Linked DNA regions of Mus musculus: all the other regions are linked to region 5. A link is a contact called in public Hi-C, HiChIP or PLAC-seq and promoter capture Hi-C data. All regions are on one chromosome and are shown on one strand. Each heading gives the region's core, a stretch centred on a gene start, on an enhancer-like site or on the middle of the called end of the contact. The rest is flanking DNA. Distances are from core to core; before and after follow the strand shown. Region 1 holds the start of Micall2 (MICAL-like 2). Region 2 overlaps Gm31127 (a long non-coding RNA gene). Region 3 has its middle 23 kb from the start of Gm30998. Region 4 holds the start of Sun1 (Sad1 and UNC84 domain containing 1). Region 5 holds the start of Gna12 (guanine nucleotide binding protein, alpha 12). Region 6 holds the start of Mafk (v-maf musculoaponeurotic fibrosarcoma oncogene family, protein K (avian)). Region 7 holds the start of Foxk1 (forkhead box K1).

The links. Promoter capture Hi-C pulls out the DNA fragments that hold promoters and counts their contacts. Hi-C and Micro-C count contacts between places; a contact is called where the count stands out from the background. HiChIP or PLAC-seq counts read pairs in DNA pulled down with a chosen protein or histone mark.
Region 1: a contact with region 5 is called in a promoter capture Hi-C map of pre-B cells, with 4 times the contacts expected there. The contact joins the promoter of Micall2 here to the promoter of Gna12 in region 5.
Region 2: an H3K27ac HiChIP or PLAC-seq map of embryonic fibroblasts shows a contact between it and region 5, with 27 times the contacts expected there. The contact joins the enhancer-like site here to the promoter of Gna12 in region 5. A contact is called at or near these places in 9 of 39 promoter capture datasets (the 3T3-L1 cell line, 3T3-L1-derived adipocytes, the C10 cell line and 5 more), 5 of 115 datasets of contacts at active chromatin or transcription factors (embryonic fibroblasts, embryonic forebrain, embryonic stem cells and 2 more) and 1 of 9 other capture datasets (embryonic stem cells).
Region 3: a contact with region 5 is called in a promoter capture Hi-C map of hippocampal neurons, with 33 times the contacts expected there. The contact joins the enhancer-like site here to the promoter of Gna12 in region 5. A contact is called at or near these places in 5 of 39 promoter capture datasets (cranial neural crest, hippocampal neurons, liver and 2 more), 2 of 15 datasets of contacts at CTCF or cohesin (the NIH/3T3 cell line and pro-B cells), 5 of 484 Hi-C or Micro-C datasets (3T3-L1-derived adipocytes, the G1E-ER4 cell line, brain and 2 more), 2 of 115 datasets of contacts at active chromatin or transcription factors (astrocytes and stem cell-derived neural progenitor cells) and 2 of 9 other capture datasets (adipose tissue and embryonic stem cells).
Region 4: a FOXA1 HiChIP or PLAC-seq map of pancreatic cancer cells shows a contact between it and region 5. The contact joins the promoter of Sun1 here to the promoter of Gna12 in region 5.
Region 6: a contact with region 5 is called in a Hi-C map of uterus. The contact joins the promoter of Mafk here to the promoter of Gna12 in region 5. A contact is called at or near these places in 1 of 39 promoter capture datasets (neural stem cells), 2 of 484 Hi-C or Micro-C datasets (CD8 T cells and uterus) and 1 of 115 datasets of contacts at active chromatin or transcription factors (thymic regulatory T cells).
Region 7: an H3K4me3 HiChIP or PLAC-seq map of forebrain shows a contact between it and region 5, with 24 times the contacts expected there. The contact joins the promoter of Foxk1 here to the promoter of Gna12 in region 5. A contact is called at or near these places in 14 of 39 promoter capture datasets (the 3T3-L1 cell line, 3T3-L1-derived adipocytes, the C10 cell line and 9 more), 2 of 15 datasets of contacts at CTCF or cohesin (the NIH/3T3 cell line and large pre-B cells), 3 of 484 Hi-C or Micro-C datasets (cortical neurons, muscle stem cells and pre-B cells), 23 of 115 datasets of contacts at active chromatin or transcription factors (the 230-238 cell line, the NIH/3T3 cell line, the SCID.adh cell line and 17 more) and 2 of 9 other capture datasets (adipose tissue and liver).

The regions. Positions count from the first base shown.
Region 1 is chr5:139,734,944-139,738,199 of GRCm38.p6, reverse strand. It overlaps Micall2 (MICAL-like 2), which reads left to right and starts at 1,867. Exons shown (of 17, transcript NM_174850.3): 1 at 1,867-2,182. The coding sequence starts at 2,040.
Region 2 is chr5:142,379,026-142,382,172 of GRCm38.p6, reverse strand. It overlaps Gm31127 (a long non-coding RNA gene), which reads left to right. Exons shown (of 4, transcript XR_377178.3): 3 at 566-625; 4 at 1,886-2,483. Among named protein-coding and RNA genes, the nearest start is that of Gm31127, 7.6 kb to the left of the region's middle. Within about 2 kb of position 1,477, at least 71 of the 459 cell types and tissues checked have an H3K27ac peak or open chromatin away from gene starts, as enhancers often do. A contact at or near this core is called in embryonic fibroblasts, where this site is marked.
Region 3 is chr5:142,338,811-142,342,175 of GRCm38.p6, reverse strand. No RefSeq gene overlaps it. Among named protein-coding and RNA genes, the nearest start is that of Gm30998, 23 kb to the left of the region's middle. Within about 2 kb of position 1,720, at least 38 of the 459 cell types and tissues checked have an H3K27ac peak or open chromatin away from gene starts, as enhancers often do. A contact at or near this core is called in astrocytes and hippocampal neurons, where this site is marked.
Region 4 is chr5:139,199,199-139,202,219 of GRCm38.p6, reverse strand. It overlaps Sun1 (Sad1 and UNC84 domain containing 1), which reads right to left and starts at 1,583. Exons shown (of 23, transcript NM_024451.2): 1 at 1,521-1,583.
Region 5 is chr5:140,829,046-140,832,199 of GRCm38.p6, reverse strand. Gna12 (guanine nucleotide binding protein, alpha 12) reads left to right here and starts at 1,769. Exons shown (of 4, transcript NM_010302.2): 1 at 1,769-2,206. The coding sequence starts at 1,904.
Region 6 is chr5:139,789,467-139,792,815 of GRCm38.p6, reverse strand. Mafk (v-maf musculoaponeurotic fibrosarcoma oncogene family, protein K (avian)) reads right to left here and starts at 1,280. Exons shown (of 3, transcript NM_010757.2): 1 at 1,104-1,280.
Region 7 is chr5:142,400,190-142,403,375 of GRCm38.p6, reverse strand. It overlaps Foxk1 (forkhead box K1), which reads right to left and starts at 1,879. Exons shown (of 9, transcript NM_199068.2): 1 at 1,335-1,879. The coding sequence starts at 1,852.

The sequences.
Region 1 (3,256 bases), core at 618-3,117, 1.1 Mb after region 5:
GTCCTCCTGGCGAGAACCCTCGGGCAGGTCAGCTGCTTCCACTGGGCAAGGGTTGGGGCTATAATCCCAGGGGCAGTCTTGTGCCCTCCAGAGTTGGGATGAGGATCTTGCTGCCCACCTACCAGCCCCACACCTGCTGCCTGTACCCAGGTGCCTCCTTGATGCCAGCCCACAGCTTGGGCACGGAAAACCTGTTTTCACTCCTGGTAGAGACGGCACCTGGCTCCAAGCCAGATGCCATTTTGGGGAAAACACCTACCTTCCTAAAGATCCTGCCTAGACAAGCTCTGGGGCCCAGCTGGGAAGGGCCGGTTCACACTGTTGCTGTCATAGTCCGGTCCATCTGATGACATATAGATTCCTGAGGGTGCGGAGAAACAAAGCTGGGCAGAGGTGGCGCACACCTTTAATTCCAGCACTTGAGGAAGAAGCAGGTGGTTCTCTGTGAGTTCGAGGCCAGCCTGGTCTACAGAGTGAGTTCCAGGATAGCCAGGGCTACACAGAGAAATTCTGTCTCAGAAACAAAACAAAACAACAAAAGAACATTCAGGGCAGCCCCTGGCTCTAACTGAGGACCTGGGAGAGGTACTTTCCTTAATCACCCCTGGCATCCTCAGAGACTTGAAAGAGGCTAAGAGTCTCCTGTCTCAAGACCCCTGGAGCGTGCCCCCTCAGCCTTCCTTTCCTCCTCTGTGAATGTAGAGCGGTTATTCTGGCTGGCTTGGCACCCTTGAGGGTGAAGGGAAAGCAGACAGTATTTTAAAGTTTGAGACAGGGTCTCAGGTCGCCCATGTCAGCCTTGCACCCCATATGTATCCTGGGATAAGCTTGGATTTCTGATCTTCCAGCTTCTCCCCGCTGAGGGCTGGGATTCCAGGTGTGTGCCATCACGACCAGTATCTGTCTGATGGGAAAGCACACTACTCAGCAAGGTCCACCCCAGCTTCCAACCAGACAGCTTTGTAGACCCTGAAAAGGGACACTCCTCAGAGGTTGCATCTACCCTAGCCTCTGTTTTCCCATTTGTCAACAGGCTGCCAACTCTAGAGGCTGAGGCAGGAGGATGAGTTAGGCAGACTAGGCAGCTTGGCCTCAACTTTAAAAAATAAAATAAAATAAAAGAACGCTGTTGCGGGTTTGGACTGGAGAGATGGGTCAGTCGTTAAGAGCATTTGCTGCTCTTCCAGAAGTCCTGGGGTTTAGTTTCCAGCACCCACATGGCAGCACAACCCGCTCCAACTCCGATTCTAGAAGAGCAGGGGCCTTCTTCAGGTCTCCCGGGCTACCAGACACACAAGGGGTGCAGATACACTTTCAGACCAAAGCCCATATGCATAAGATAGAATTAAAAGTAAGAAAGAAAACCGTAGCTGGGAGTGTAGCTCAGCTGGTGGTATGCTTGCCTGGCATGCAGGAAGCCTCAGGGTCCATACCCAGCACTGCACAAACCAGGCATGGTGTGGGGCACAAGCCTGTAATCCGAGAGCAGTAAAGGAGGTGGAGGCTGGGGAATCTGAAACACAAGGTCATCTTTGCTTTTATAATAAGCTAGAGGCCAATGCGAGCTACATTGGTCCCGGTCTCAAGGAAAACAAAAAAAGAAAACCCCGACGCCTCTGCTGGGAGTTATGGCTAAAGGCCAAGGCGGGAGCCAACGCCCAGAGTACCGGGCCCCTATTCTTCAAGTCCCAGGAAAGAGGGGGCGTGGTCTTATGTGGGCGTGCCCTTTGTGGGGCGTGGGTGTGGCCTGACCAAACTGGGGCGGTGCGGCCGGAACAAGGAGCCTGTGTGGAGCTTGGAGCTGGTGAGCCAGGCCTTCAAGAGGCGTGATCTTGTGGGGGCGGGTCTGAAGAGGCGGGGCCTCTAGGGGGCGGGGCCGGCGGCCTCGCAGGCGTCAAGAGTGTGTGGGGCGCCGGTCTCCCGGTGTTCTCTTCTTCCAGCCCGGCTGGTGGTCGGCGGGTCCGGGCCTCCTGCGCGTCTCGGGCCCAAGAGGGGCCTGTAGCCAGCTCCTCGAGCCGCCAGCCCGTCCTGCCGCCCATATGGCCGCCATAAAGGCCCTGCAAGAATGGTGCCGGCAGCAGTGCGAGGGCTACCGGGACGTGAGCATCACCAACATGACCACCTCGTTCCGCGATGGCCTGGCCTTCTGCGCTATCTTGCACCGACACCGGCCTGACCTTATGTGAGTGCTCTTTAACCCCTCTGTCGGGCTCTGATGTGCCGCTGCAAACGGGAAACTGAGGCCACGCCTGCCTTGGGATCCGGGTCGGAGGTTTCAGACACACCCCTCTCAGATGGGCCACCCGGGGTAGAGCAGAGACCTGCAGGTACAGCCTATTTGGTGGTCTCCAAGGCTGTGGCAGTCAAGTAGCCTCTGTGCAGGCCACCAAGTGCAGCTGGGCCAGGGGCCAGGACATGGGCTGTCCAGCCGGCTTAGTCAGTGGTGACTCAGGGCAGCGTCCGCCTTCCCCGAGCTCCCTGAGAAAGGGCAAAGGAACAGCTCCTGGGGGTCTGAGGTCTGGCCCCAAGATCAGGGCCATTTGAGGCTTCTAGTGGGATTACTGCCCCTCCTCTAATTTGTCTAGGCATCTTTGGGAAAGCAATCAAAGAGGGAAGCGCAAGCCTTTTAGCACCTTAGAATGACAGGAGACAATGGAGTCTGGGCCATCATCCTTGGAAGTTGTAGGAGAGGACAGGGATTGGGTCTAAAGCCTTCTATAGAAGAAGAGTCTTGGCATAGGAAGTTGGGAAGCAAGCCAGCTCTGTCTTGTTGAAGGACCTTGGCCCACAACTCAAACTGTTCTATCAGTTATTCACTTAGCAAACACTTAGGCAGACTCTGTTACAGGGACCTAAGTTAGTCTGGTGACCAGAGTCCTGAAATGGGACAAGATCACCTACAGCCCATGCCCTTCAGAGGAAAGCATTCTCCTGTACATGGTACATAAATGCAGAGTTGGCTGGTCTGGGAGTGTTTCCCAGGGAGGTCTTAGGGCTGAGTGAGGCTCCAGGCAGCACCTGTGGAGCCCACCTCAGCCAGCCTTCTTGCTGTGCAGATGGGGAAACTGAGGCTCCGAAAAGGAAAAACAAACAAATATTGTTCGTGTTACACAATGTGTCAGGAAGAGCCAGGCCTGGTGCTATCAGACTCCCTTGTGCCAAGCTTTGCTCTGCTCAGGAAGCCGGAATCTTGAGCAAGAAGTAGGCTTCTGCCCTGTGGTTATGAATTCCCCACCCCAACCCCCGAGCTGCTTGG
Region 2 (3,147 bases), core at 228-2,727, 1.6 Mb before region 5:
ACCACTGAGCCACGCCCCAGCTCCTCACTCGGGGGGGGGGGGGGGGGGGGGTTCTAGGCAGGTGCTTTACCACTGAGCACATTTGTTATCTTTTTTATTTTGACACAGGGTCTCACTAAATTATGTAGCCTGATCTTGAGACTGCTCTATGGCCCAGTCAGGTCTTGAACTTGTGATCAATCCTCCTGCCTCAGCATCCTGCGACTCTGGGATCAAAGGTCTGTGACCATAGAACTTTGTGTTTTCTTGCTTTGTGATGCACACAGAGGATCACAGAGATCTATCTTTGGGGTAAATTTGCTCATGTGCTGGCATGTGTGTGGGGTGTGTGCAAGGCAGACTGTGGGGCCAGACACCTAGGGTTCCAGCGGTTCCCCTTCCCACACGACAATATATAAGTTACTCCATGTTTCTGCATACCCCAGATTCTCAATTTCATGTAGTCTCTCAGAGTAATGATGTCATGTGACTATGAAGCTTAAGAATTCCCACTGTGTGTATAAGCAAGTTCACAATAATCACATTATTTATTCATTCAAAACTGAAATAACTGTTCTTCTACTAGGTACTACTCTCCAGGAATGGCAGCTTATACCACCACTTGCGAAGCTGAGAAAGGAGAATTGTGAGTTTAAGATCATTGTTGAATAACAGCAAATTTGAAGCCAGCCTGGGCTACACAGAAAGAGCCTATGTCAAAACAGCAACAACAGCAATAATAATGGTCAAATGTGGTTATTCAGCATTAATTTCAAATTTTATTTAATCTAAAACCATAACCAAAACTTACATTTGAGAAAACTGGGAGGGTCACCTGGTAGCGAAGTGGGTTAAAGGAGCTTGCCACCAAACCAGACAGCTTGAGTTTGAAGGAGAGAACCGATTGCCACAAGTTGTCCTCAGACTTATGTGTCCCTGGGTATGAGTGCTCCCACCACTAAACAAAAGAAATTTTAAAAATACAATAAACATTTAAAATAAATTAAACATAAAAAGAGCAGGACCCAAGGGAGGGAGTGCTCAATGAGAAAACTTCAGAACTGTGAACTTCAGAAAAGAAAGCTTTAAAGACAGTGGGGAGATAAAGTTAGGAGCTAACGGGTTCTGTGCTGAGGGTAGCAACATCTTTCCTTTTGTATTTTAAAGACAGGGTCTTACCATGTAGCCCAGGCTGGCCTTGAACTTGAAACTTCAGCTCCCTCCCCCGCCCCAAGTTTTGGGATTACAGATGTGCACCACCACCCATCTAGAACTATCACCCCATTTTTGAGCAAGCAGAAAGCCCACAGAGTTGCCCACTTCTGGGAAGAAGTGTGTCACCTCGGGAAGGAAGTGGTGTCTGAGATGGCCTGCCCCCCCCCCCCGCCCCCCAGCCTGGCTTTTGGCCATTTAGAAACAGCATAGCTGTGTTAAACACACAGAGTGCTGGGATAATTGGAAACAGATGAGGTGCAGCCTGCTTCTTTTGACTGTTGCTTGCGAAATGCAGCCTGTAACAGCCATGTGGTGTGGGGAAGCTGTGCTAGGCAGGCGGGTTTGCCAAGGATGTCTTGTACCTATGGGCCACACTTTTTTTTCCTGCTCTGCGAAGCCTAGTATGCTCCAAGGGAGAGGGAGAACAAGCTGTCTACGAGTCTCCTAAGGTTTAATGTAAGATTTCATCTATATGATGTCATTTTACATCCCTTTTTGGGCGGTGTGGGGGTATAAGCACACAAGTGTGTACATGGGCATAGACTGAGACCTTGTCTGGGAACAGGGAACTCAGTTGAGAAAATGCCTCCATTAATTGGCCTGTAGGCAAGCCTGTTTTTTTTTTTTTTTTTTTTCTATTTGAGAGAGTGTCACTCTTTCAAGCTCTGGCTATCATGGAATTCTCTTACAGACCAATCTGGCCAAACTCAGAGACCTGCCCCGCTCCCAAGGTGCTGGGATTCAAGGCGCCCACCATCACACCCTGCTACCATTTTCTCGATTAATGATTGATACAGGATATTATGGCTTGTATATGCTCAGGGAATGACACTATTAGCAGGTGTGGCTTTGTTGGAGTAGGTGTGTCACTGTAGGCGTGGGCTTTAAGACCCTCATCCTGACTGCTTGGAAGTCAGTCTTCTCTTAGTGGCCTTCAGATGAAGATGTAGAACTCTCAGCTCCTCCTGCACCATGCCTGTCTGGATGCTGCCATGTTCCCACCTTGATGATAATGGACTGAACCACTGAACCTATAAGCCAGCCCCAATTAATTAAATGTTGTCCTTTATAAGAGGTGTCTGTTCATGGTGTCTCTTCACAGTAGCAAAATCCTAACTAAGACATGGGAGGTGATGCCACCCCTGTGCAGATGGTCCTGCCATGAGGAACAAGCCATTAAGCGGTGTTCCTCCATGATCCCTGCTTCCGTTCCTGCCTCCAGTTCTTACCCAGATGTCTCTCCATAATGCACTGTAAGCTGTAAGCCAACTAAACGGTTTCCTCTCCAACTTGTTTTTGGTGATGCAGTTTTGTCACAGCAACAGAAAGCAAACTAGGACAGTTAGCAGCAAGTTCGCTCCATTCTTAGTAGCGCAGGAGTATCAGGCACCATGTGGCTTTTCTATGTGGGTGCTGGGGATTCGAACACAAGACCTTATGCTTGTGCAGTAAGTACTTTTACCTACTGAGCCACCTCCCAAGCCTCTTGAGCTCCCTTTAAAATGTAGGTCTCGAACTCAGAATTCTGTGCATCGTAGGCAACCACTAACCAAGCATACTCGCCCAGCTGTAGTTGTCAAAGCAAGAGGTAGTTAACATACAGATTCACTCTGAAATCTCCCTACCCAGCTTTCCCCAACAACACTGTGTAACTGTTTCCTCTGATTGGAATAGAGAAAAGCAGGGGGAGAAGTCTGGAAAACTCACAGGAAACTTGTACAACTCAGGAAGCTCAAGAAACTTACAGAACTCACAAGGCTCCTTCCTGTGGCTAGGTAAGTAGTAAAGAATTATGGGGGAAGAAAAGGTTCTTCCGTGGAGCTGCCTGCAAGTTGCATAGGAGGTTCCAGGTCTGCAGCTTCTGAGTCACCCACGCTGGGGTAGACTTTCCAGTGATACAGCTGCCTTTCCTTCAAGTCTCCCATGCTCCTATGAGGAACTCCAGGAACTCAT
Region 3 (3,365 bases), core at 471-2,970, 1.5 Mb before region 5:
TTTGTCCACTGTGTATTTCAGTGATTATCATATCACAATCCAGGCAGCATCCTGTAGCTGTGTCCATATCTTCTGAGACCTCATGGGAGAAACTGTTAGAGGTTTTTGGGAATTCTGTGTGTCATAAACTTAAAAAACTTCTGACAGGATTGAGTGCAATATAGATTGGTTATAACTGAATAGAATTTAATAGCAGTAGTAAAACTCTATCAGGATAGGAAAGAGAATCTTAGGTAACTTTAACAGGTTGTGTAAGCCGTGGGAATAGCTAAACTGTAGAACCAGAAATTGGCTGATGTGCACGGCTGGAGTCCCACAGGTCGTGGCCCCTGGGGCCAGTGGGCTGAAGCAGAACCGTGCTAAGGGCTGGTCAGCGGTGGCTGAGGCAAAGGACCCCGTCGGGCAAGCCGTGTTTCATATCCTAGCAATGCGCTTGTGGGCACATGGCACCCAAGTCTCGGATAGAGAGAGGGAAGGGAGGGAGGAAGGGGCTCCCTCGCATGCAAGTCACAGCATCAATGTTGTGATCATAAAAAGAGAAAGCGCTATAAGAATATGTTCTATCTGGGTGTAGGGGAAGGGGGTGCCTCGGCGGGCCCATGCCAAGGCACCCTTTCCCTCTGAGAGACCAGCCACACGACAGTATAATATAGAATAGAGTTTATTTAGGGCATGGGGAGGGGAGTTAAGAGAGTATCAGAGGCAGAGAAAGGCAGAGTGAAGGAGAGAGTAGAGAAATAGAGGTTGGCCATGACCTCATGGAGAGAGGGGGGAAGGGAATGGGGAGAGAGAGGGCCAGCGGGAAGCAAAAGAGGCAATAGAGGCAAGAGAAGAAGAGCTAGAGGAAGGGCCAAGCAGTCCCCTTTATAGTGGGCCAGGCCTACCCGGCTGCTGCCAGGAACTGTGGGGGTGGAGTTTTGACAGAATACCAACAGTGTGGTTGGGCCAATCTGTTCAGAATTTAGGATGGGGCTGTCTCCTGTCTGGAGCCATCATTTGGAACCCAGCAGACACCAGCAGCCTTGATGCACATGCCTGGCCCCTTAAAGCTATCCCCTGGCTGAGGTGTCTCCACTCCTCTGGTGTTCCAGCCATGGCAGAGAGGCGTCCTGGCCTGCACTCTTGGCAGAGTAGGTTCAGTCTTGCCCTGACTTGGAGGGCTTAACCAGGATCTTCCAGGCTCTCCAGGCCTGCCTGAAGACCTTGCAGGGACGTGGGGAGGGTCAAATGAGCTATTCGTGAGAAAGTGCTTAGGAGGGATTAGATGCTGTGTAAACATTCTCTCTCTCTTGCTCTGTGCATATGTGTGTGCATACCAGTCCACGTGTGTGTGTGTGTGTGTGTGTGTGTGTGTGTGTGTGTAGACGAGTGGACAATTCTGAGTGCCAATCTTCAGGAACCACCTACTACTTTTTGAGGCAGGATCTCTTTCCAGCATGGAGTTTACAAGTGCCTCAGGCCAGTGAGCACCAGGGGGCTTCCTGCCTCCGCCTCCCCTGCTCCACTCTGCCAGCCTGAGCCAAGAGCTTTATTGACTGAGATTCCCAGCTCTGTAAACACAGAGTTTTGTGATTATATGGGTGGGAGGCAGTGGGGGAAGGCTCCGGGGAAGGGGGAGGCATGGGCGTGGCAGGGAGAGGTGCGGTTCTGGGGAGGGGTAGTGCTGTTGGGAAGGTGCGTCATTTTTATATCTGGAGAAGAGGCCCAGGGTCAAATGCTTGTCTCTTCCTGGCTCCCAACTCCTCCGCTGGCTTTGCAGGGACTGGCTGGTTGAGGGAGTGGCATAGCTTTGACATTTTGGCTCTGGGCTGTTTGTACGGGAGCCAGCCGGGAATTGAAGACATCTGCCAACTAGATGAAATAAAAGCTTTACTTAAGCCCCAGGAAGGTGATGTTTGTATTCCGTGGGAGTAGATGTTTGGTGAGAATGAGAAATTTTCCTTTCAAGAAAATAAAGATGGGGGGCTGGCGAGATGGCTCAGCGGGTAAGAGCATTGACTGCTCTTCCGAAGGTCCTGAGTTCAAATCCCAGTAACCACATGGTGGATCACAACCACCTATAATGAGATCTGACTCCCTCTTCTGGTGTGTCTGAAGTCAGGTACAGTGTTCTTATGTATAACAATAAATAAATCTTTGTGCCTGAGCAAGTAGGGACTAAGCAAGCAGTATTGACCAGAGCGAGCAGGGTTGACCTGGACTGACCAGAGCAAGTGGGCGACCGGAGTGAGCAGAGGTCCTAAAATTCAATTCCCAACAGCCACATGAAGGCTCACAACCAGCTACAGTGTACTTATATACATAAAATGAATGAATGAATGAATGAATTAAAAAAAAAATAAGAATAGTCAGATGAGATGACTCAGCCAGCAAAGGCACCAAACAGCAAGTCCGAGGGCCCGAGTTCGAGTCACATGGTGGAAGGGTGGAACTGACTCTCCTGAAAGTGGTCCTCTGATCTCCCAACTAAAACCTTGGCACACGTTTGTCCATGTGTGTCACACACTGAGTAAATTTTAAATATGTAATAAGTGGTTGGAGGGCTGGCTCAGTGGTTAAGGCCTGGGTTAGATTCCAGAGGGCCTGAGTTCCCAGCACCCACATGGTACCTCACAGCAGTCTGTAACTCTGTTCTAAGGGATTCAACACACACACACAAACAAACACACACCACACTGTTTACACACCTGCCATGGTACATGCGTGGAGGCTGGAGGACAATTATGGGAGTGAGTTCTTTCCTTCCACCATGTGTTTCCTTGGGATAGAACTCAGGCCATCCAGAGAGAGAAGTGAGAGGGAAGTTCCAGAGATCAATTCAAAAGGATGAAGGGCATGCGTGTGTGTATGCATGTGTGGTGTGTGTGTGTATATGCATGTGTATATGGTGTGTGTGTATGCATGTGTGGTGTGTGTGTGTGTATGCATGTGTGGTGTATGTGTGTGTATATGCATGTGTAGTGTGTGTGTATGCATGTGTATATGGTATATATGTATGCATGTGTGGTGTATGTGTGTGTGTATATGCATGTGTAGGGTGTGTGTGTGTGTGTAGTGTGTGTGTATGCATGTGTATATGGTGTGTATGTATGCATGTGTGGTGTATGTATGTGTGTATATGCATGTGTAGTGTGTGTGTGTGTGTATTTGTGTGTACTTTAAAGCAAGGGAACAGCCTATGCAAAGGCCCAGAGACTCCAGGGGATTTGGGGAGAAGGGGTAGTTGGTGGAGAATCAGTATCAGGCTGTGAGATTGTTGCTGGGGACCTTGGGAACCTCTGATTGCTCCACCTTCATCCCTTCTTAGGCTCAAATTCATCATCTCAACACTTCTATTATGTTTTTAAAAAGTCCTGTGGCAGGAC
Region 4 (3,021 bases), core at 334-2,833, 1.6 Mb after region 5:
TAAATAAACTGAGGCCGCCAACCTTCGGGAAATAAAAAGTACCTCTCCAAATCTCTGGCCCAACTCTCCAGTGAGGACATGGGACCACACACCTGTGACCCCAGCACTGGGGAGCTGGAAGCACAGCACCCAGATTGCAACTAAGAGCCTGCTGGAGCTACCAAAGACCTACCCCCAACAAAAACCTAACGACCAAAAAGGTAGGGCAGACGATCCTATCAGACCCTCTGGTGACTAGAGCATAGACTCATGCCCAGTCCCCACAGCCTGGGTAGAGTTCTCCACAGCCTGCACGCTATAAAAGTGCCGGCCTGAGCCGGGCAGTGGTGGCACACGCCTTCAATCCCAGCACTTGGGTTCAGAGGCAGGTGGATCTCTGGGTGTTCCAGGATCACCAGAGCTGTATAGAGAAACCCTGTCTCGAAAAAGCAAAGAGTTCAAGACTGGCCTGGCCGAGGAAACCAAAAGAGAGAAGAACCAGAAATTACTGCAACTCTGCTCAAGAACATACCCAGGGCTGGACCCACAGGGCTGTGCACACCTGTGATCTAATCCTAGGTACGTGGAAGCAAGAGGGTTAGGAACTCAAGATCATCTTCTACTATATAGTCAATTCTAGGCGGGCCTGGGCTATCTGAGGACCTGTTTCAAGATGCCAGCTTAGTTGCACACATCCCTTTTACCCCAGCACTTAGGAAGCAGACACAGTCTGGATCTTTGTGAGACCAGCCTGGTCTACACAGCCGAGACAGTCAGAAGTACGTAAATGAGACCCTGTCTCCTGACACAAACAAAGGACCGAAAAGGAACATGAGGTTGGGACGCAGAAAGAAAAAAGAAAAGACCTTAGGAGAGATCTAAAATGTATGAACAGTCAGGTTAAAATTCGACACCGGTGCAATGGACGGAATGGTAAAATCTAATTAGTATTTGGTCCAGGAGGCGCGAAGCGCACACCGCAGGACTACACTTCACTCTACACAGCGGGGAGCACCAAAGTTCGCCGGGCTGACTGCATCGGGTCCCCCCGGCTGCATCCAAAAAAGCTCCAGCGGGCCAGCTTTGGTACCGTCCTGCGTGCCGGGCTGGGGGCGAAGGCAACTAACACGGGATAACAAGCTGGTGGCAGGGTGTGCAGGCCAGGGACTCGCTACCGGGCCCGCGCCCATCGCCGCACCTACAACACCTGTGCCCCAGAAGGGAGCGCCCCGGGGATGGCGCCTGCGTGGGTGCGCCTCGACGGGTGGCAGGAGACCCCGGAACCCAACACGCAGGGGTCCGGGGCGAAGGGGAACCAGAGTGCCCGGGCACACGAGACAACTGGACTCAGGGCGCCGGGGCGCGCGCGGCCTGGCAACGCGAAGGGCGTCACGCGCGTCGTGGCCAGTTGGCGGTTCCCACTTGGGGCCATCCCTGCAACCTACATCCCGGCCCGCCCTGAGACAGTCCCTAGTACCCGAGAGGAGTCCGCAGCGCCCACCCGCCTACTCGTCCCCTACAGCCCGCTGGCCGCAGCTCACCTGCCTCGCGCCGCCGCCTCAGGCCTCGTCCGCACCGCCCAGGCCCGGGACCGAAGACTCCCCACATCTACAGCCAATCGCGCGCCGCGCCGGGATCGGAGGCGGGAGCGACGCGAACGTCCGTCAATCCCAAGCGCGCCTGCTGAAGCTCCAGGCCAATGGGGAGGCCGCTGACCCGCCACGGCCCTGCGGGGGGCGGGGAAAGGGCGGGACGTGTGGCGTCAGTGGGCGGAGCGGGCGCGCTGGGACTTGAGGGGCCGCACCTAGGGAGGCTGCTCCTCTCCGGTGGCGTTAGAATTAGGATTCTGTGCAGAGGCGCACGCGCGCGCTGAGTTCCAGGCAGGGCTTCAGTGGGCCCAGAAGATCCGACTCCTGCTGAAGGAGCAGTGGGCTCCCAAACACATCCTCTTCTCAGTTGTCCCCGCGTAGCGTTTGCAGGAAACCTCCGACGCCCTGCCCTGCCCTGCCCTGCGGGCTGGAAGCCAGAGCCTTTTCTCCTGGGGACTCCACCCACCAGGCCCTCTCTCACTTGCGCAGTTTTGCAAAACCTTGAATTGCATTTGTTTTGTTTATAGGCAGGGTTTTATTCTGTAACCTTGACTGCCCTAAAACTCTACTGTAGACCAGACTGGCGTTGAACTCGCAGAGATAAGCCAGCCTCTGCGAAGCAGGACTTACAGGCGTGTGCCACCACGCCCCTCTTGGTTTTTCCTTTTTTAACTGTCTCACTGTGGCCTAGAATTCACGACATAGCCCTGACTGACCTCCAGTTTGCCACAATCCTCCTGCTTTATCCTCCCAAGCACTGAGATTACTACCATATGCCACAGGCAGCTGGCTAGCTTTCACTCTTTTCTAAAAGTGTGTTTGTGTGTATGTCTGTTTAAGTGGATGATGAATGTGTGTGTGTGTGTGTGTGTGTGTGTGTGTGTGTGTGTGCCTACAAAGGTCTCAAATGCCCCAGAGCTGCCAAAAGGGGATGCTGGCAACCAAACTACAGTCCCCGAATGACCAGCAAGTGCTCTTAATGGCTGAGCCATCCTTCCAGACCTTGGCTTTTACATTTTAAAAAAATTAATTAATTTTTTTTTTTTTTTTTTTTAGAGAGGGTCTCCATGTAGTCCTGGCTGCCCTGGAACTTGCTATGTAGCTCTGCCTGCCTCCACTGGGACCAGTAGCACTTACCACCATGCCTGGCTGGTTTTACACTTTTTAGAAAGGGTCTGGAGCTGGGAAGATGGATTAGTTAGTAAAATGTTTGCACTGTAAGCGTAAAGACCTGAATTCAATCTCAGAATACGAATTTAAAAAAACCAAAAGCCTAGTGCTGTATGTTTGTCATCTCAGTGCTGGAAAGCAGAGACTGGAATCCCTGGAGCTTGCTGGCCACCAAACTAACTTAACTTGATGGGAACCAACCCAATGAGAGATCCTGTCTCAGAAAACAAGGTGGATGGTGGTTCCTAAGGAAAGACACTAGTGAAGGCACATGCATGTGCAC
Region 5 (3,154 bases), core at 520-3,019:
GTGAATTAATTTAGGTTTTTAAAACTGAATAAGGTTTGAACTCTAGTCCATGGGTTCAGATTCCCCCATTTTCTGTCTTAGAAACATATTCTTAGGTGTCATGGCATGCATTTAGGAAGCAAAGGCGGGAAGATCAGGAGTTTAAAGTCATCCTTGGCTGTAATTTTCCCAGCCTGAGATAAATGAGACCTCTCTTAAAAGACAATAAACCGTGAGCTGGGGTGATCCCTTAGTGGGTACAGCATTGGCTTCAAAGGAGTGAGGACCTGTGTTCAGATTCGCTAGAATCCACACACAGCCAGACGCAGTAGCAGGCATCTGTACTCCAAGCAAGATGGGAAGTAGAGATGGGCTATCTTCAGTTTCTGAGCCAGCTACCCCAGCATATGCAATGGCAAACAATAAGAAACCCTGCCTCACACAAGGTGGAAGGCAAGGGCCAACACCAAAGGTTGTCTTCTGTTTGTAATAGAAAGTGGGATATGGAACAGGTACACATATTGAAAAAAAACATTTTGAGACAGAGTCAAGCTTTAGTCCAGGCTGGCCTCAAATTCCATATTTTCCTGTCTCGGGCTCTCTCAATACTGGGATTATATCACACAAGCTTGACCTCCTCTTGCAACATCATCTCTAGCCAAGATGGTGAGAGAGTTACTATGTAGCCCTGGCTGGCTTCAAACTCATCTCAATTCTCTTGCTTCTGTAATGATTCTCCATGCAGCACCAACACCCTTCAGACACCACACTTCAGACCACTATTCCACATCAAACTGCCTGAGTGATTATGACAAACACAGATGTGTGTGTGCGCGCTCGTGCATGTGTGTGCAAGTGTGTGTGTGTGTGTGTGTGTGTGTGCGCGCGCCAGTGCACATACATACAAAGGCCAAGAAGTCGCTCAACTGCCTCCCCTCTGTAACGTTTCAAACAGCTTCTCTCACTGAACCTTAAGCTTATCATTGGGGCTAGGATAGCTGCACAGCAAGTTACTGGAATTGGTCTTATCTTGGGTTTTGAGAGGTGGGGTTACAGGCACAACTGGAAATTTGAACTCATGTCCTCACACTTTCACAGTTCTTTCCCACTGAACCATCTCCCCTTAATCATATTTTAAGAAAGTGCCTAGGGAGACCCATACAATAATTTTGTTTGTTTGTTTTCTCCTTATTTGGGGCCCATGTAACACTCAAAGCAGCTTTTGTTTGAAAATGATGACCCACCCTGCTTCAATGTTTTTGGAAGGAAAACGACTGAGCTTTCTCCCTAAACTTAAGAGCAGGAGGACCTCATCGCTATTTCCCAACTTTGCAGCCACATCTTGGGCTCACAGCCGGACCAACCTGGGAATCAAGGCAGAGAGTCACTCTGTACACCTGGCACTTTTGGCCTCGCCCCATTTCCCACAACTTCCAATCCCAAGCGTAGTTATTGTGACTGACAAACGATCAGAGCACTTCTAATTGGTTGCGAAGGGCTTCAGCTCCTCCTCCTCAATGGCCCCACCTCCCTTTCATTCTGAAAGAAAGAAGTTTGCTCAGCAGTCCAATAAGAAGCTCCCTCATCGAAAAGATCCCGCCTTTTTCGGCACCGGCTCCGCCCCAAGGACCACAGGAGTGCCCGCCTCCTCCAAGGCACGCTTGTCCAGTAAAAAAGCGCGCTGCCCAAGATAGAAGACTTCCCAACCAATAAAAGAGTTTCTGCGCGGCGCCGCCCCGCCCTCCGCGCCTTCCCCTCCGCCCCTCAGCCGGCCCGGCGAGTGAGGGCCTCGGGGCGGCGGCGGCGGACGCAGCCTGAGGGAGCGGCGGGCGGGGCGGCGCCTGGCCCGGCAGGGCCGCGCCGGCTGAGGGGCGTCCATGGCGCGCGGGCCCCAGCGGGGCGCGGCCGCGGCCTGAGGGCGGCCATGTCCGGGGTGGTGCGGACCCTTAGCCGCTGCTTGCTGCCGGCCGAGGCCGGAGCCCGCGAGCGCAGGGCGGGCGCGGCGCGCGACGCGGAGCGCGAGGCCCGACGGCGCAGCCGCGACATCGACGCGCTGCTGGCCCGCGAGCGGCGCGCGGTGCGGCGGCTGGTCAAGATCCTGCTGCTGGGCGCCGGCGAGAGCGGCAAGTCCACCTTCCTCAAGCAGATGCGCATCATCCACGGCCGGGAGTTCGACCAGAAGGCGCTGCTGGAGTTCCGCGACACCATCTTCGACAACATCCTTAAGGTGACGCGCGGCCCCGCCCACACACACCTGGTCCAGGTGGCGCGCGGGCCCCGCCCCCTTTGTTCTCCACGGACCCGCGACCCTGCCACCCGGCGCCCCTCCCTTCCAATAGGGACCTCAAGCAATGCAGTTGGGGTTACTCCCGTGACCTCCCAGGGGCGCGATAGATTTGCAGAGCCCTGGACGCTTGGGGACCGTGGGAATGCAAGCTGGACCACTCTCAGGGACTTGGGTTACAAATAGGGTGTTAGGGCTGGACACGTGGATTGAGGGTCGCCAACTCTCCCTGTCCCTCCAGCATGCAAAGTTTATAGTGTAGGTTGGAGGACATCAGCCTTCGTTTTTTATTTGTAAATGAGAATTGACCATTTTATTCCCCCCACCACACACACACACACACATTATATCATATACCCCAGACTGGCCTTGAACTCACTCTGTAGCTAAGAATGACCTTGAACTCCTGATCCTTTCTCTCCTCAACTTCTCAAATCCTGGAATTACAGAGGAGGAGGGCGCTGTGTCACCATACTTTGTTCGTGTAGTGCTGGGATTGAATCCAGAACTTCATGCGTGCTAGGGAGGACATTACTAACTAGACTAAGTTGCCAGTGTTTGTATTTTTGAGATAGGGAGTCATGAAGCCCAGGCTGGCCTTGCCATGTAGACAAGGCTGACCTTAAACTCCTTATCCTTCTGACCCGTCTCCCCAGTGGTAGGATTACAGGCATGTGCCACCCATACTTTGTTCTTTAAACCTTTTAGTATGGTGATTTAACATACACACCAAGTTAGGTGAGATGTTAGAAGGAGCTTCGAGACACCCACTACCCAGCATTGAAACAAGGGTCAGTTCTGTGCCAATCGTGTTCGTCCCTAACCACCTCCCTACCTGTACCCCCGGCCTCACCCCGACCCCAGTCTCCAAGTTAATCCAAGATATATAGT
Region 6 (3,349 bases), core at 31-2,530, 1.0 Mb after region 5:
AACTAGCTAAGCAATCCAGGCTAACCTTAAACTCAAGATCTTCCTGCCTCAGACTCCCATGTGCTAGGAGTACAAGCATGTGCCACCATAACATAATGGCTTTAGACCAACACCTTTGAAAGAAGTTACCTGGCCCTAAAACACCAGCTCAAAGCATCAAAGTACCCACGTGCACTCCACCAGATACCTTCTGAAATGTTGCTGCCACAGTATGACCTCAGCAGTGCCAACCTCTGGGGTCCCAGGGCTAATTTTAGTGACTCCACAGGAGTGGAAGGGGTGAACTACCTACCAGCTGAGACACAAGCTAGCTTTTGAGGACTGAGTGTACTGAGTGCCTGTCCATCAATTGGAAGGCGAACTGTTAAAGTGCATCTGTGTTAGCAATGAGAGCTGTGTGAAAAGCGAGGCTCAGACTAACTTCCCTAGAGAAACAAGAGCACCAAGCAGCCTCACCTCCCAAATACCGACTGCGTTCTTACGGGGCAAGTTCTAGGAGGCTGGAGTGGCTGTTATCTCAAGGATACCAGAAGAGGAGTCTATCTCCCCCAAAGAGATCTAATCTAGGCACCTAGGACCCACGAGGCTTTCTTCACCTGTAATTTGCTAGAGTTTTTGCTTCTGATTTCTCGCCGCACGCTCGTAAACATGCACACTCTTAACACGCCTATCCGCTCACCCTACTAGGGAACCTCGCACTTCAGAGTTGGATGGGACCTTGGCCCCAGACCACACCTGAAGAAAGTGACGGAAGCGATAGGCTGGCCAAGACGGTCACCTGCCTCGCTCCCCACCCACAGCTTCCACATCCGGCACCGCTGGCCGGTCAGCTGATTAGAAAGTGACACCAGTTACTCAGGCCCTTTCGGGGTCCCGGCCGGGGGCGAGGTGGGGGCGAATTCTACGCCGACGGAAATGGCCAGGTGCGCACGGCTCCCGGGTGCCACTCTCCCGCACGTGGTGGGTCCCGTGTGGGCCTTGAGCTAGGTCCCGCGTGGCACGTGCTCGAGGCCCAGGCTGGGTCCCGCGGCCTTCGGGGTGCTCCTCCCGCAGGTGCACGAACTCTGGGTTCCCCTACCCAGTTCCCGAAGCCCCTCACTCACCCGGGTCGCGCGCGGGGCCGGGCGCGGCGGCTCCTTGCGGACACGCACTCTTCACAAGCGCTTCTGCTCTCGCGCTCCCCTTAGTCGCCGTCTCCGCCTGCGCGCTTCGGACTTCTCGTTCCGACTCGGCGAAGAACAACAAGTCCCTGCCACCCGCCGCCCGCCGCCGGCTCCCCAGTACTGACACCGCTTCCGGGATCGCGCGTCGAAGCGCGTCACCGCCCCGCCCCCGCGATGGCCACGCCCCTAGTGATCACGCCCCTGTTGCTCACGCTTCTTCGCTCACCAAAACCACGCCCTCTCTGGCCGCGCGTCGGCACCACGCCCCTGATGGCCACGCCCCTCGCTGCCCCAGTCCCTGGGTCCTCCTACATGCTTCCACGTGCAGTTGTCTCATTGCTGAGCTCCTGGCCCTGTCCATCCCCAACACACCCGGGGCGGGGTCTGTGCTCCTTTCCCAAGGTAGGGGGTGTCAGGCGAGCGTGACGCACACTGGGTATGGACCCCACGTTTCCTTGAACTTTCAGCCTGGGCATTATGTCTCTATGTCACCCACTGTCGTCTATGCTACTCACTGTGATCCTGAGGCTGCTGGAGCCTCCCCGGGTCTTGGCAGAGAGAATAGAGGCCAACTGGCTAGTGACCATGTTCTGGACCTAACACCAAGCCCACGTCAAGGTGGCGAAGTGGCTCAGTTACACCACATAATCAGCAAGGCAGATGCACCCTACAAAGGAGAAAGAGATATGTATGTAGCATCCTCTTCTGACCCATACCATGACCTTTTGATTTATATCTGAGACAGAGGTAAGGTCTCACTGTGCAGCTCAGAGTGGCCTGGAACACTTATAAAACTTTATTTTTTTTTTTTACTTATTTATATGTGTGTTCATATGTATGTGGATTGGTGTGCACACACTACCACGAATGTGTGGAAGTCAGAGGGCAACTTTAGGGAATCTGTTTTTTCTTTCCACTTTTGGGTTCCGAAAATTGAACTCAGACTTGGTACCTTTACCCACTGAGCCACCTCACTGGCACTGTCTTGAAGCTCTTAATCCTTCTGCCTTCACCCTAAGTGCCTTCACCTAAGCCTGCCCCTCCCCCTCCCCCTCCCCCTCCCCCCTTCTCCCTCTCCTCCCTCCCTCTCCTCCCTCCCTCTCCCTCTCCCCCTCCCCCTCCCCTCCCCCTCCCCCCTCTCCCTCTCCCTGTAAGCAATGGATAGTGTCTTAGTTAGGTTTTTACTGCTGTGAATAGTCACCACGACCAAGGTAACTCTTATAAGGACAACATTTAGTTAGGGCTGCCTTATAGGTTCAGAGGTTTAGTCCATTATCATCAAGGATCATGGTAGCATCCAGGCAGTCATGGTGCAGGCAGAGCTGAGAGTTCTACATCTTCATCTGAAGGCTGCTAGGAAGACTGACTTCCAAGCAGTAAGGATGAGGGTCTTAAAGCCCACACCCACAGTGAGACACCTATTCCAACAAGGCCATACCTCCTAATAGTGCCACTTCCTGGGCCTAACATATTCAAACCACAACAGACAGAAAGCCATATCTCTCTGACTTGGGGATGCATGGACATATGGCTGTTTTCCATAGGCTTCGGTGGGGGCAAGAGCACACACAGAACTTCCTGTACTCTAGCGCAGTGCAGCAGTTGGATTCCTAGATGTGCCTAGGAGTCCCAAGATGTCCTTACATGGGAGCCATCCCCCTTTTCCTGTCTCAGACGGACAAAACTGCAGGGTGTTGGTACTGCTACCCTTGGAGGGGAGGCAATGCCCAGAATGCAATTTAACGTCCTCCTTTCAGGCCGAAGTGATGCTCAGGGCTGAGAACGGGATGAGCAGGAGGCATCCCTGAGCCCTAGCAACATGGCTCTCAAGCCCACACACTGTGCCTTCCCAGGACTATTTAGAGCGAGTCTATGAGGCACTCTGGAAATATGTTGGAGGGTGACAGGCACAAGCATCCGGAAACCCGTGGTTTTCTGTGTGGTCAGTTCCACAGTGTAGCTCAGTGTGCTGCAGGCACTGTGACCTCTTGCAATGGGCCTCACATCTGTTCTTGCTCCTAAATGTCCTTCTGGTGTTTGCCACTAAGGGGAGCCACCCAGATCCGTCCAGGTCAGCTACAACCTGCCAAGAGCAGCTCAGCCTACCAATAACAACATTAGTGATGTCCATCTCACCAGGATACTCTCAGAGCTGTCCTCCAAGTTCTGAAGGACCCTTCCTTCAT
Region 7 (3,186 bases), core at 630-3,129, 1.6 Mb before region 5:
CACCATATACCTCTGCACCATATACCCCTGCACCGTATACCTCCCAGGTAACACCCTCCCAGGTGGGAGAGGCACAGCTCATCTGTCAGTCCGTCCTCACAGTGAACACTGGGTCCTGGCCTGTGTCGTCAGAGACAGGAGCATACCTAGCATTGTTCAGACTAGCAAAGGTCAGATGTGACCCTGGGGGTTCTGTATAAATGGAATCAGGGTTGAAGGCGATGGGCTGGGGAGGAGTGGTGTTAGTTCAGGCTGGGTGGTATCTCATGATGCTGGCCAGGGTTTAGGTCAGGGCGTGACCACGGAGAAGGGGAGTGTTTCAGGGCTGGAGGGTCTGGAGTTGACCCAAAGTAAAGATGGAGATCAGGGTGAGCTGATGGTTTCAAACCATTCGAAGTCAGAGATGACCTCTGAAGACTTAGGCTGTGTGAGATAAGGGTTAGGGGTGGCCCTAGGACCTTCAGGTTAAGGGAAGTCAGGGGTAACGGCTTCTGGCTGGTAGGATGGGGGTCAAGAGTGACCCCAGGTATTGAGGCCAGGTGGGATTAGGGATAAGCTGGGTTCAGAAAGGGTTGGAGATCATGGGTAGCCAACTCCAACATGGGAGGAGTGGAAGACAGATGGGGTTGGGGAGTGTGCAAGTGTGTGTGTGTAAGTGTGTGTGTGTGTGTGTGTGTGTGTGAGAGAGAGAGAGAGACAGACAGACAGACAGACAGACAGAGTCAGAGTCAGAGTCAGAGAGAGAGAAAGGGGTTAGAATGGACCCAAGTGTTCAGGCCTGTCCAGGGTCAGGGTGACAGGATTTCAGGCTGAATGGGAGTCGGGCCCATCCAGGGATCAGTGCCCAATGAGTTAACTGGGGAGTCAGGGTTAGTTGGGTCGTGATTAAGATCAGGACAACCACGGGGTCAGAGCCAGGTGATGGGTGAGATCACCAGTAACTTAAGGATCAGGCTCAGCTGGGCCGGGTGGGATGGAGATCTGTGTAACCAGGGGTCAGAGCTAGGTGGGATCAAGACTGGGAGATGGCTAGGGAATCAGAGCCGGATAGAGTCGAGATTAGAGGGGCTAGGGCCTGGCAGGGTCGAGATGGAGGAGGGAGTGACCAAGGGCTGGGACCCGGTGGGAACGGTAAGAAATTTGAGGCTCGACCCAGGTGCCAGACCAGGCGGAGGCGAGTTCAGGGGGTGACCGGGGGGCGGGGGGTTCAGGTTGAGCAGGGTCGAGATCACAGAGTGACAAGGAGCCAAGCTGGGCGGGGTAGAGGTCAGGGGTGGCCAGGGGGTTCAGGCCAGGTCCGGAGAGGGGTGACCCGAGGGTGGCGCAGTACTCACTGTTGGGGTAGCTGCAGGGCGGGCGCTCCGCGCCTCTGGAAGGCCCCGTCCACGAAGACGCCGTTCTTGCCGAGACAGCGAAGATAGAAGTGAGGCTCCTGGAAGCTGAGCTGCAGGTGGCGCCGGGAAATGAAGCTCGACAGGCCCATGCTTAGGTCCACCGAGCCCTGCGACGAGTTGCGGCCGATGGTGACGCTGGGCTGTCGCATCAGGAACTCGAACTCCCGACCCTCCAGGCGAGCCAGGGCAGGCCCGGGGCTCTGGCGCACGGAGGCAGCGGCCGCGGCCACCAGGGCGGGCGCGGTGGTGGTGGCAGTGGCGACGGTGGAGGGCACCGGCCCGGGGCCGGGCTCGGCGGGCAGCGCGGGCGGCCCGGGTGGAGGTTGCGCCGGCGGCGGCGGGGACGTAGTGGCCGGGAAGGCGGCGGCCGCAGCCGCGGCGCATAGCACGGGGCTGCAGGGAGCCGAGCGCAGCGCCAGCAGGGCGCGGGCGCCGCTGTCCTCGCCGACTTCGGCCATGTTCGCGCAGCTCCGAGCGGCTCCGGTGGCGGCCGAGGCGGCGCGGGGCGGGGCGGGGCGGCGCGCGCGGAAACCCGGGCTGGATCGTGGCCTGGAGCGGAGCCGGGACACCGCAGGACCCTCGCGCTGCGCGCGCAGCTTCCACTCGAGGTGGGCGGGTGCAGAGAGACACAGAGCCCCCTCCTCCAGTCCCGAAGGGTGCTTGGATTCATCACGTTTTTAGGGGTGTCCTATTGAGGCTGGAGTTTAAAGTCCAGGGATGCTTGAAATGGTCTCTGCTCCTTACTGATCGTTTCTGCACAGCTACTCTTTCTGTGCTTTGCTTTTTTTTTTTTTTTGGTTTGGTATAATGTTGCAAATTACATTTTATTCATTCATTTATTTACTTGTGGTTCTTTACCACGTGTGTGTGTGCGCGCGCGCGCGCACGTGTGTTTGTGTGGTCAGAGAGGACAGCTCTCAGCAGTCTATTCTCTCCTACCCTGTGGGGTTCTGAGGATGGCATTGAGGTCGACAAGCTTGGTGACAAGCACCTTTATTTACTGAACCATCTCGATTGTTCTTGTTTTGTTGTTTGAGATCCTGTCTCATACCAAGGCTAGCCTGGTTTTGAATACCTAGATCAGGCTGGCCTCAAATTCATGATCTTCCTGTTCCAGCTTCCTGAGTGTAGCTATTAAGGTGTGTGCCTAGCCCTTTAAAATCAATTTAAAAATTCATTTTTTAAAGACAGGGTCTATGTATGTAGACCAGATTGGCTTCTAGCTGACGACCAACCCGGCTCAGGCTCCGCAATTCTTGCTGGAGTCACAGCTGTGCACCACCACAGCTGGTTCCCCTTGCTCCTTTTAAGGCGAACAGTTCTGCCTGTTTCTAGGGACTGTGGACACCCGAAGATTGACGGTAGTTGAAAACACTTAAATGGTGAACTTGGCACCATGTGAATCCCTTGAGAATTTAAGGTCCTGCACTGGGATGCTAATTCCCCCAAGTCTTCCCCCAGGACCTGCAGCGCGCGAGTGCATGCACACACATACACACTCGATTTCTCACATTTAATAATGACTGAAGGAGCTGACACAGTTGGTAAATTGCCTGATGGCACTCATCCCCCAAGACAGGAAAGTTCATTCCCCGGGACCGACTTCAAAACCCATTGAGAGCTTCGATCTTCCCAGCGCTTTGGGTAAAAGGTTGACAGATAGATCCCTGAAGCTCATTGGCCAGCCTGCCTAGCCAATCAGTGAGCTCCACGTTCATAGTGGAAACACTGTTTCAAAACAAAAACAAAAACACGAATAAAACAGGGCTAAAGGAGCACACAGTTATTCACG